Linked DNA regions of Zea mays: region 2 is linked to region 1. Evidence: chromatin contacts called from public Hi-C data. All regions are on one chromosome and are shown on one strand. The core of a region is the stretch at or near the end of the contact, and the rest is flanking DNA. Distances in the headings are between cores, read along the strand shown.

What was found. Hi-C and Micro-C count contacts between places; a contact is called where the count stands out from the background.
Region 2: a Hi-C map of ear shows a contact between it and region 1, with 3 times the contacts expected there. The contact joins the enhancer-like site here to the promoter of LOC103638522 in region 1. A contact is called at or near these places in 2 of 25 Hi-C or Micro-C datasets (ear and leaf).

Annotation. Positions count from the first base shown.
Region 1 is chr9:65,345,745-65,350,652 of Zm-B73-REFERENCE-NAM-5.0, reverse strand. LOC103638522 (DEAD-box ATP-dependent RNA helicase 31) reads left to right here and starts at 2,787. Exons shown (of 11, transcript XR_558851.3): 1 at 2,787-4,253.
Region 2 is chr9:65,545,084-65,550,131 of Zm-B73-REFERENCE-NAM-5.0, reverse strand. No RefSeq gene overlaps it. Among protein-coding and RNA genes, the nearest start is that of LOC103638520, 31 kb to the left of the region's middle. Within about 2 kb of position 2,516, at least 10 of the 20 cell types and tissues checked have an H3K27ac peak or open chromatin away from gene starts, as enhancers often do. A contact at or near this core is called in ear and leaf, where this site is marked.

The DNA of each region.
Region 1 (4,908 bases), core at 1,538-4,037:
GCCAGCGAAATGGACATGCATGCCACCTGCGGAATGGACTGGTCGCCGCCTGCCCGCGGAATGGACATGTCTCATTAAATGCGGAGGCAGCACATCGTCTGCCAGTGGAATGGACAGGGCTCATTAAATGCCGAGGCGGCACATCGCCTGCCAGTGGATTGGACAGGCGGCGCGCCTTATCCGCAATAAATGCAGGGGTCGCGCGGCCTAGAGGCCTTACGTTAGGCTCCGCCCGTTGGCTTACGTCACGTGCACCATGCCACGTGGCAGCACCGAGGCTCCGCCTGAGCGGCGAGCTGAAGCGTATACGGTATGGTCCGGACACGTGTCGGCCCCGGACCCCCGCCTGGCCTTGATTAAGGCCTGTGTATTCTTTGTCCTAGAATCCCAGGACCCGGCCGTGAGTGGCCCGGACCCACACAGAGGGGTCTGGAACCCATCCTAGGGGTCCGGTTTGCGCCCGTGGAGGTCCTGGGCCTTACTCGGAGGTCTGATCCGTATATACAGGGGTCCGGCACTTTCCCATGGGGGTCCGGACCCACTGTTGATACCTTGGAGTATATCGTCTTCTCTGGCCACGTGGCGGCCTCGGAGCCGTCCATGTGATGGGGTCGGGTGCTGTTTACCACGCGACTAGAGATAGCCGCGTGGGGACTGCGTCTTCATACTGTAGTAAGGGGTACCCCTGTTTCAGGGTACCGATAAAATGGAAGGGCCTCTTTTCAACAGCAGCAAACCGAGTAGCTGCAAGAGAAGTCTATAAAACAAAATATGCATTATTAGCTAAGTACATTGAAGAACATATGCATAAGTACATACACATACCTTATTTGCATCAGTAAGGCCACTTGGGTTTTGTCGAAGCATAGTCGTCATGTATCCAGCAAAGGTAGAACATTGAGTTTTGATACTATCCCACCTGCTCATCAGAGATTTCGTAGACCTCTCTGCATTGATCCTCTTCGAGAGTTGTATGCCTCTGCAATCCAATTCCAAAAACCTTGACGCTTATGACCAGTGTTATCTACGGGGTCACAACTGACAGCCAACCAAGCTTGACAAACCCTCATATCCTCCTCAGACGTGAAATTTGCTAGCTTTGTGCGTTGAGGACCCTTCTTCACTAGAGGTGCAGCTGGTGACCCATGTGCTGGTATATCAGGTTGAGGAGGAGCAAAACCAGTGTTCTGAAACTGAGTGCCATCTTCCTCGTATAGGAAACTGCCATATTGTGCTATTACTTGGTTCCAGTCGGTACCCATGCTGTAGATTTAAGGTTGGCACATCAAATAATAAGTCATGAAAATGAAAAAGTGTAGTACATTGAGCCAACCATTTCAAAGAAATAGAAACCATGACACATTAAATAGGACAACCACAATAATGGCACAAGTGTTGAATACTACATATATTGCAAAGTTCATAACATTTAACATAGCAGGTCAACGTCAACAGCACATCAACGATACCAGGAACTTGTGACACACAACCTAGGTGTTTTGTTCACATACAAAAGAGTACTACGACTTCTAGAAACCTAAAACATATTTCGTTGCACCGAGCACTTTATTTAGGTGCATGGTAATCTAGTAGGGATATGTGTCGTCGGTAGAGTAGTCACGTCCGTCGTCGTAGCCGACGATATCATCAGTGTTCAACTCTGAATCATAGTCAATCAAAAGCTCATCCTCTATTTATGATGATTCAACAATTTCTGAACGGTCCATGTGCTCCATCTCCCAGTCTTTTTTCAGTACAAGGTGATCAAGGTCCTTCGCGAGGTCCTCGATCTGAACTAAAGCACAATTCATTTCATTGATGACTGGTGTGCTAACTGGTTGGAAGGCACCGTGGACGACATCGATGATGTCAGCACAACGCTGCTCCACTACTCTGATTAAATGAGCGAGTGCTCTTTGGAGCTTTGCGTTCTCCGAATCCATGGTCTACATAAAAGATATGGTTCTGTTAAAATACTGAGTTGAAAATTTCATGTATACCGTCGGGTAGTTGGTAAAATGATGGTAAATAGGCTCAGAACCAGCAAGTATTCGCAATAGGCAGTTGAAATTTTGATTAACATTACTCAACATAAACCAAGGGGTCAACGAATCCTAGAACCATCGATTCATTGTTCCCTTTAACCCTAAACCCTAGATCTGGACGATTTGCAGCATATGAAGTACGAGAACCCTAAAACCAAAATGGATCTGCAATCAGAAGCCAAGCTTTGTACCTTGTTCTCTTCGGATCTGGAGCAGCCGAGCGAATGGAAGACGATGACGATAGCGGCGAGGAGCTGCGCTTGCGTTTCTCCGCACCAACCTTCTTCGTCGCCGTCAACCTTCTCAGCCTCTTCGCGATGGCAGTTCGACGTCGACCAACACCGACGCTTGCACCCAAATCTTGGATCTTTCTCTCCTCGCCGGCCACCTCCTTGCTTCTAGCCACCGAGAGCGATCCGCCGCCGGACCCGCCCGCGCACGGCCTCTTCGAGCCCAGCTTGGCCGCCTCCTCCGATGACCCGCGCCGCAAGCCCCCTCGTTGAGTGGGATCGAAGTCGCCAGCGACGGGAGAACAGAGCGTCCAGATTTTTCACCACCGCGGGAGCCCGAATCCTCGCCCGGATACCGGACGCTCGGAAGTCTCTACATCTAGAGTGCGTGCGGCGTCCTCTAAATTTTAAAGTATCGTTTAGAGTGTATTGCTGGATGCGTAGAATACCAGTGCAAACTCTACATGAGTACAGAACGTTTCACAGGACGCCGCCTAAACCCCCGGCCGGGATGGCGGGATCCCAATTCTTGGGTATATGGCTGCATACATTTGTTTTTCCCGATTCCACTTTCTCATCCTTAAACCCTAAACCGTCTGCCGGCCGCCATGCGGCGCCACCACCACCTCTTCGTTATCCTCCGCCGCGCGGTCGCCTCCTCTGCCTCCCAGCGCGCGCAGCCCCTTCCCTTGCTCCACTCCGTTGCGCTCCGAAATGGCGCAGCTGGTTCCTTCTCCCCGTGCTTCTTCTCCTCCCGCGCCCGTTCCTCGGTCGGCGCCGCGAAGAGCCTTGTGGAAGACGAGGCGGAGCTCAGCGACTGGATTAGCGACCTCAAAACTGACTCGTTCCACCTCGGTCTCAGCAGCGGAGACGAAGGCGATGCGCCGTCCACCCGCAGGTCCTCGGTCGGCTCATCCAGGGGCGGCCGAGGTGGGTCGGACTCCAGGGGTTCGTTCCCGAGGTCAAGTACGGCCGGCGGTGAGTTCAGTGGAGACAGACGCGGCGGCTTCGAGCAGAGGGGGAGGATGATTAGTAGTGGACTGGATGATGCTGATTCCGGCTTTGGTTCCTCCAGGGGAAGGCGGGGACGGGGTGAGAGGACGTCGGGGTTCGTGAGAAGAGGAGGGAGGGGGAATGGATTTGATGAGGAGGCCACATTTAGGTCTCCTAGGGAGCAGCGAAGCCAGCGAGGGAGGGCTTCAGGTGTGGCGAGAAGGGGAGGGAGGTACAGTGACTTTGACCAAGATGATGGTGACACTGGATTTGGGTCTTCAAGGGGAAGACACGGTGCCAGTGGTCAACTGTCTGTATCCTCACACAGAAGAGGAAGGGTGAGTGATTTAGATGACGATGAGGATAGTGATGATGATTTGGTTGGGTTTGGGGATCTTGATGGAAAGCAGCATCATGGTCGCAGGAAAGGGGGAAGGGAAAACACAGTTGGGCTGGGCCGAGGTCGGGGCAGGAGGGATTTGGGTCTGTCACGAAAGGGAGGGAGTTACAATGATTTTGGTGATTATGATGACGGAAGGAGAAGGACGTCCGATCTTTTGCAGAGAACAGGGAGAGGAAGCGATTTAGATGACGATGAAGATGATGATGCTGGTCCAGTTGGGTTTGATGGTTACAGTGTAAGGCAGCAAGGTGGCAGGAGAGGCAAAATGGCGAAGAGTGTTGGACCACATCGGGGTGGGAGGGGCAGCGATACGGACTTTGGTCACCGACAGCCAAGGGGTCTGAAAAAAATTGACTTTGGCTTGTCAGAGGATGATGATGAGGCGGGGGAAGTTGATGAGGAAGATGAGCCATCGGGGTTCGAAGATGATCTTTTTGAAGACGAGGGTGATAAGGAGGATGTGGGACATATAATAGGTAATAAGTCTGGCTCATCTATGTTACCCGAAGATGAGCCAGCTAAAAATGAAAGTGTACAGGGCAGAAGTGCTGGGGGTGGTGATTCTTATCTGAGCCAGAAGAGGTAGCTCTTAACTCTTAGTGATGCGAAGAGTATTTATGGTTCTCTTAGGTAGATAGATAACTTGTTCTTTTCTTGATGGCAATTATTGATATGCATCAATTGAAAACAGGAGAAAAAATGGTGGTTCATATAATCATCTTTTCTTAATTGCCAAGTGTACTTCATGATTACTTCCAATTATCTGTAATCTACTTGTGATTTGTGAACTTGTATGATGTTTGACTCATTGTCTGCATTAATAACATGGCAGCTATCACTAGTACTTTATTGTTCGAACCTTCTACTTCTGCTTCCAACTTGGCTGCAACATCTCCTATCCTTTTGTGTTGTTTGGTGGGTTTCTGATTAGTGTAACAGATTCTGGTTCACCTGATGTGGAAGTGTTATGAGAAACCTATGTATTTCCAGTCAGCCAAAGCCAGTGAATCTGAAGACATTAAGGCTGTGGAGAATCTGTGAGAGTTTTGAGGATTATTCAGGAGTCCTATGACTTAGTTTAACTGTCATCTCAGTTATGGTTTGCATCTAGCGGCACTGGAGCTGCTATTTGAAATTCACAAACAATGCATATTTTGAATTCATAGTAACTCCCATAGGTAAGGGATCGAACCTGTTAAAGATAGAGCAGTGGAGGAAAGATACAGAGATATATTGC
Region 2 (5,048 bases), core at 1,267-3,766, 200 kb before region 1:
TTTGTGTTCCTAAGGATGAAAAGAGAATTATAGGGAACTTTTATAGTAAGATCCCACCATGCTCCCAATGAAAATATTCTTGCAGGTAGAAGTCATCCTTTCTCAGGATAAACCTGAGCTAGACATAAGTGCAAAGGACAAACTCTATCTGCTTATAAGCAGGGCTAAGCATTTTTTTGTAAATCATATTTGATACTTCACCAGAAGTATCTATAAAAGGAATGGATTTCAAGGTAGCCAATGCATCAAAGGGTTTCCAAGCAACTCCTATAAACCTAATGCACATTCACTAGACTTAAAGTGTGTAAAAATAATTTAAAAACACAAGGAAGGGGTTGCATGCACCGGGGCTTGCCTGGATAACACTAGGTTAGTGTTTGTTAGGTGGCGACCACTTGGCGATCAGCCTTTGTTCTGACACTTGTTCTATCTGCCCTTCAGGTTGGTCCGACTGACGACATCGTTGTACGAAGAAGACCACTCCTTGCACCATCTTGAGGTCAACTTAGTTATGGTTCTCTGCATCACGTAGTTAATTCACGTGCCTGAATGAAATGCATTATGCACATGAATGCATAGCACTGACTTCACTGCACAACTAAAATTTCTCGCATGAAATGCCGATAGCACCTACTAGCAAAGCACTAAAATTACTAAGCAAATAACTCTAGCTTACCAGCATCAAATGTGACTCAATACTCGTAAGAATGCTGATAAGTCCTGGCTCGGGCTTGTCGTAGAACATCAGATGAGTGTTGTGCGGCTTCGCTTTCTTCTTCATCTAATTCCCTCTTTCCATATCGAGCGCTTGCAACCATCACACAATATCAACAGCTAGTAATTTAACTCAAAATTTACCAAAAACACTGGCGCTCCCCGATTCACTTTATTTTACCAAGCAGGGTGGCGTACGAACTTGACCCTAGGCTTAGATGCAAGCTGGAGCAGAGTAGGACGAGGCCAGAGGTCCGAAGTGGCACCGTGTGGTGGAGATCGACAGCCGGGTATTGACGAGTGCGTGGAGTCTTACAGAACCGTGATGCTAAAAATGGTGTGGTAATGAGCGAACACGTGGTCCAGTGACGACAAGGTGTCCAAATGCTGCGAGGCAACGACGTGGTCGACAGTCGGCCCCACGGTCAAATTTGGAGATGAGTGCGCATAAGATGACTGGGGAGACGCGGCCGATTACAGCAACACAGAGTCTCACGGTGGTGATGAGCTCGGCAAGAGACAAGGACCGGGCGACGACATCCGCGATTGCGTGCAGGAAAACCGGCGAGCTGCTGACTGGGAGCGACGTCGTGGAACGAGCAGGTAGACGACGACGTGAGTGCAGCAAGCAGGGAGAAGCGAGCTTGTAGGGGAGCTCACCGAGTTTGAATCGGGATTGGGACTCCTATGCGCTACGGCCATGGAACCGAGGACGAGCGCTTGATGTTGGTGGCGTCTGAACATGGCCGACGTAGGAAGCTCACAGGGGCGCGGTCTATGCGACGCAGGGAAGAGAGGCGAGACGCCATGTTGTCGAGGGGGTGCTGGGCTCGGGTGTAGATGAGACCGAGCCGAAGGACAGCGAGCAAGGGCGTGCGCGGCACCAGAGAAGCCGAGCAGAGGAAACCAGCGTGTGCGCCATGGCCGGGTCGCCGACGAACGGGAACTTGCGTTAGTGCCAGGGAGGCGGAGTAGAAGGCCGTGGCCACCAGGGAGGCATGGCCGGCGTCATGGATGGAGTTTGATACTAATGAAGGAGGCCGGCTCCAGAGCTCGGAGACCTGAGGACGGTGGCGGACTTCACCGGCGAGGCTGGCCGGTGGCAAGACAGAAGCCCCACGCGAGAAGCGGATGGAGATGAACGGCACCAGACGTGAATGACGTCGACCTTGACGCCGTCGATGCCAGAGGCCTGGAGGTGGGAGTGCAAGCCATTGTAGAGCTCGTGCGCGTAGAGCACCATGGCTGGGGAGGACGGAGCTCAAGCACAGGGACGAGCATGAAGCAGTGAGAGCATACCAAAAACAGAACATTGGAAATCAAATGCTCGAAAGAAAACCCATCAATGGCAGCTCAGATCCAGCGAGGCCCAACCATGCCGCGACCAGAACCCACCGCGGACCCCGCCCCCATGGTCCCCCAACCCCAGCCCACGCCGCCATAGCACCGTCGCCCGCAATCCGTCGTGGCGCGATGGGAAGAGGGGTGGCCCCGGGGAGGCGCGAATGCGAGGATGGTCGCCGCACAGGATCCGTCCCATCGCCCTGATGTCGTCTTTGCTCACGCGGGCGGTGGGTTTCAGTGGTTACTGGCCGCTGCGAGTGAGAACTAGAGCCATGGCCAGGAGAGGGCGAGGAAGGAGATGGGAGGAGAGTAGCTCGTTCGTGCGTCATGGCGAATAGGAGCTGGGTGCGGCTGGAAAAACAGTAGATGAGGCGCGCGCGGAAGAGAAGAAGAATCCAAGGATGGCTGGAGGGAGATGGAGCAGAGGATATGGGTGCGCCATGGGACTTTGTGGCTGGAAGGAGATAGAGCGCACTGGGCTGGTCGGTGGGAAATATCCCAGGCGGATGAGATCGCGGCGCGCAGGGATATTTTGCGATGGTGGAAAAATCCCAGGCAGATGAGATCGCGGCGCGCAGGGATATTTTGCGATGGTGGAAAAATCTGAAGAAGACGACGGCTAAAGGATAGGGATGAGCGGGGGAACAGAGGTGTGACCAGATTTTTTTTAGATTTTTCCAAATTCCCTTTTTTCTCTACTCGAAAATTTAAATAAAAATAAATATCAGTCAGAGATCGAGGCGAGAATTTGGAAAGGTGGAAGAGGACCAAGTTAAAATGATTTTAGTCACAATATTTAATCGGTGTTAGATTAATTAAAATCAGACGAACTTCGTCTGGTTTTCCTTGGATTTCGAGTGTGATCCGATTAAATTTTACATTAAAACTTTTGTCGTCGAGTTTAAATTAATTTGCCTGGGATAAAATCATAAGAGTAGGTCGAGCTTCCGAATTCGTATTCGCGCGAGCGATGAATTTTAAATAATCACTGGACGGATCGATTTTCGGAACAACTATGTTCCGAACATCACGAAAATTTAGGAAGAGCCCGGATAGATAAAAACGATGTCGAACTCGTGACCGACGAAACAGATGCGATATTAAAATTGCGATAGGCGAAGATGATTAAAATTTAGCATCTATTTTATCCACTGATATTACGTGCTTAAATCCATACTCGTTGTCGAGCAGACTATAAACACCAGGGGTGTTACATGTCCCGAAATCTTTGTCAAGAAGAAGGATCAAACGCTTCAGATGTGAGTAGACTATAGACCCCTTAATGAGGTCACAATTAAGAACAAGTACCCTCTTCCCCAGATTGATATCTTGTTTGATCAGTTTACCGGAGCTTGGGTATTTTCCAAAATTGACCTCAGGTCGTGCTATCATTAGATCCGTATCCGACCCGAAGATATACCCAAGACCGCATTTACTACGCGGTACACATTATTCGAATATTTGGTTATGTCTTTCGGATTAACGAATGATCCTGCCCACTTCACATATCTAATGAACTCGGTATTTATGCCCCAGTTGGACAAATTTGTGGTGGTCTTCATTGATGATATCTTGATTTATTCCAAGAATGAAGAGGAGCATGCTCAGCATTTACGGACCATATTAACGCGCTTAAGGGAACATCAATTATATGCTAAATTCAGCATGTGCGCGTTTTGGCTGGAGGAAATCCAATTCCTAGGACATGTACTCTCTGCAAATGGGATTGCGGTTGATCCCAGCAAGGTCAAGGATATTTTAGAGTGGAAACCACCAACCACTGTACATCAAGTTCGAAGTTCCTTGGACTGGCTAGCTATTACCGCAGGTTTATCCTGTATTTCTCCAAGCTTGTGAAGCCAATCACAAGCTTATTAAAGAATGATACAAAATTTAACTGGTCCTCAAGATGCAACGAAGCCTTCGAGCAGCTGAAGGTGTTATTGACCAATGCTCCGGTATTAGCTCAACCGGACATTGAAAAGTCTTTTGATGTGTATTGTGACGCATCGGGCAGTGGTCTCGGATGTGTCTTAATGCATGGGGGCTGAGTTATAGCATACGCTTCAAGACAGTTGCGCCGGCATGAGGAACATTATCCAACTCATGACTTAGAATTAGCTGCTGTAGTTCATGCCCTTAAAATATGGCGTCATTATCTACTGAGAAATATCTGTCATATATATACAGATCATAAAAGTTTGAAGTACATCTTTACACAGTCAGAACTAAATATGAGGCAGAGGAGATGGCTTGAGCTAATTAAGGATTATGAATTGGAAATCACTATCACCCATGCAAGGCCAACGTGGTGCTAGATGCACTAAGTCGCAAGGCTTCCTGCCATTGTCTTACAGTGAAAACCTCTGACATCATATTATGCCAAGAAATGGAGAAGTTAAACCTGGGAATGATTCAATATGGAACATTAAATCAGTTGAAGCTTGAGTCGGTCCTTCTGCAAAAGATAATTGATGCACAAAGAAGTGATGACGATATGAAACACATTCATGAGAAAATGAAAGCTGGTAAAGCAAACTGTTTCAGAAAGGATGATCAAGGCATAGTATGGTTTAACAACCGCATAGTTGTGCCCAAGAATGATGTTGTCCGCCATCAAATTTTAGATGAAACACATCTTAGTCGCTATTCCATTCATCCCGGGAGCACTAAGATGTATCAAGATTTAAAACAACATTATTGGTGGACAAAAATGAAGATCGAAATTGCACGCTATGTGGCGAGATGCGACACTTGTAGACGTGTCAATGCCATACACATGAAGACTGTTGGTCCACTGCAATCTTTGCCTATCCCAACTTGGAAATGGGAGGACATTAGCATGGACTTCATTGTGGGATTACCTAGGATAGCAAAAAGATTTGATTCTATTTGGGTCATAAGTAATCGACTTACCAAGATAGCCCATTTTCTGCCCGTCAAGACAGATCATCCAGTTGCTGTCTATGCTCAGTTATATATTGCTCGTA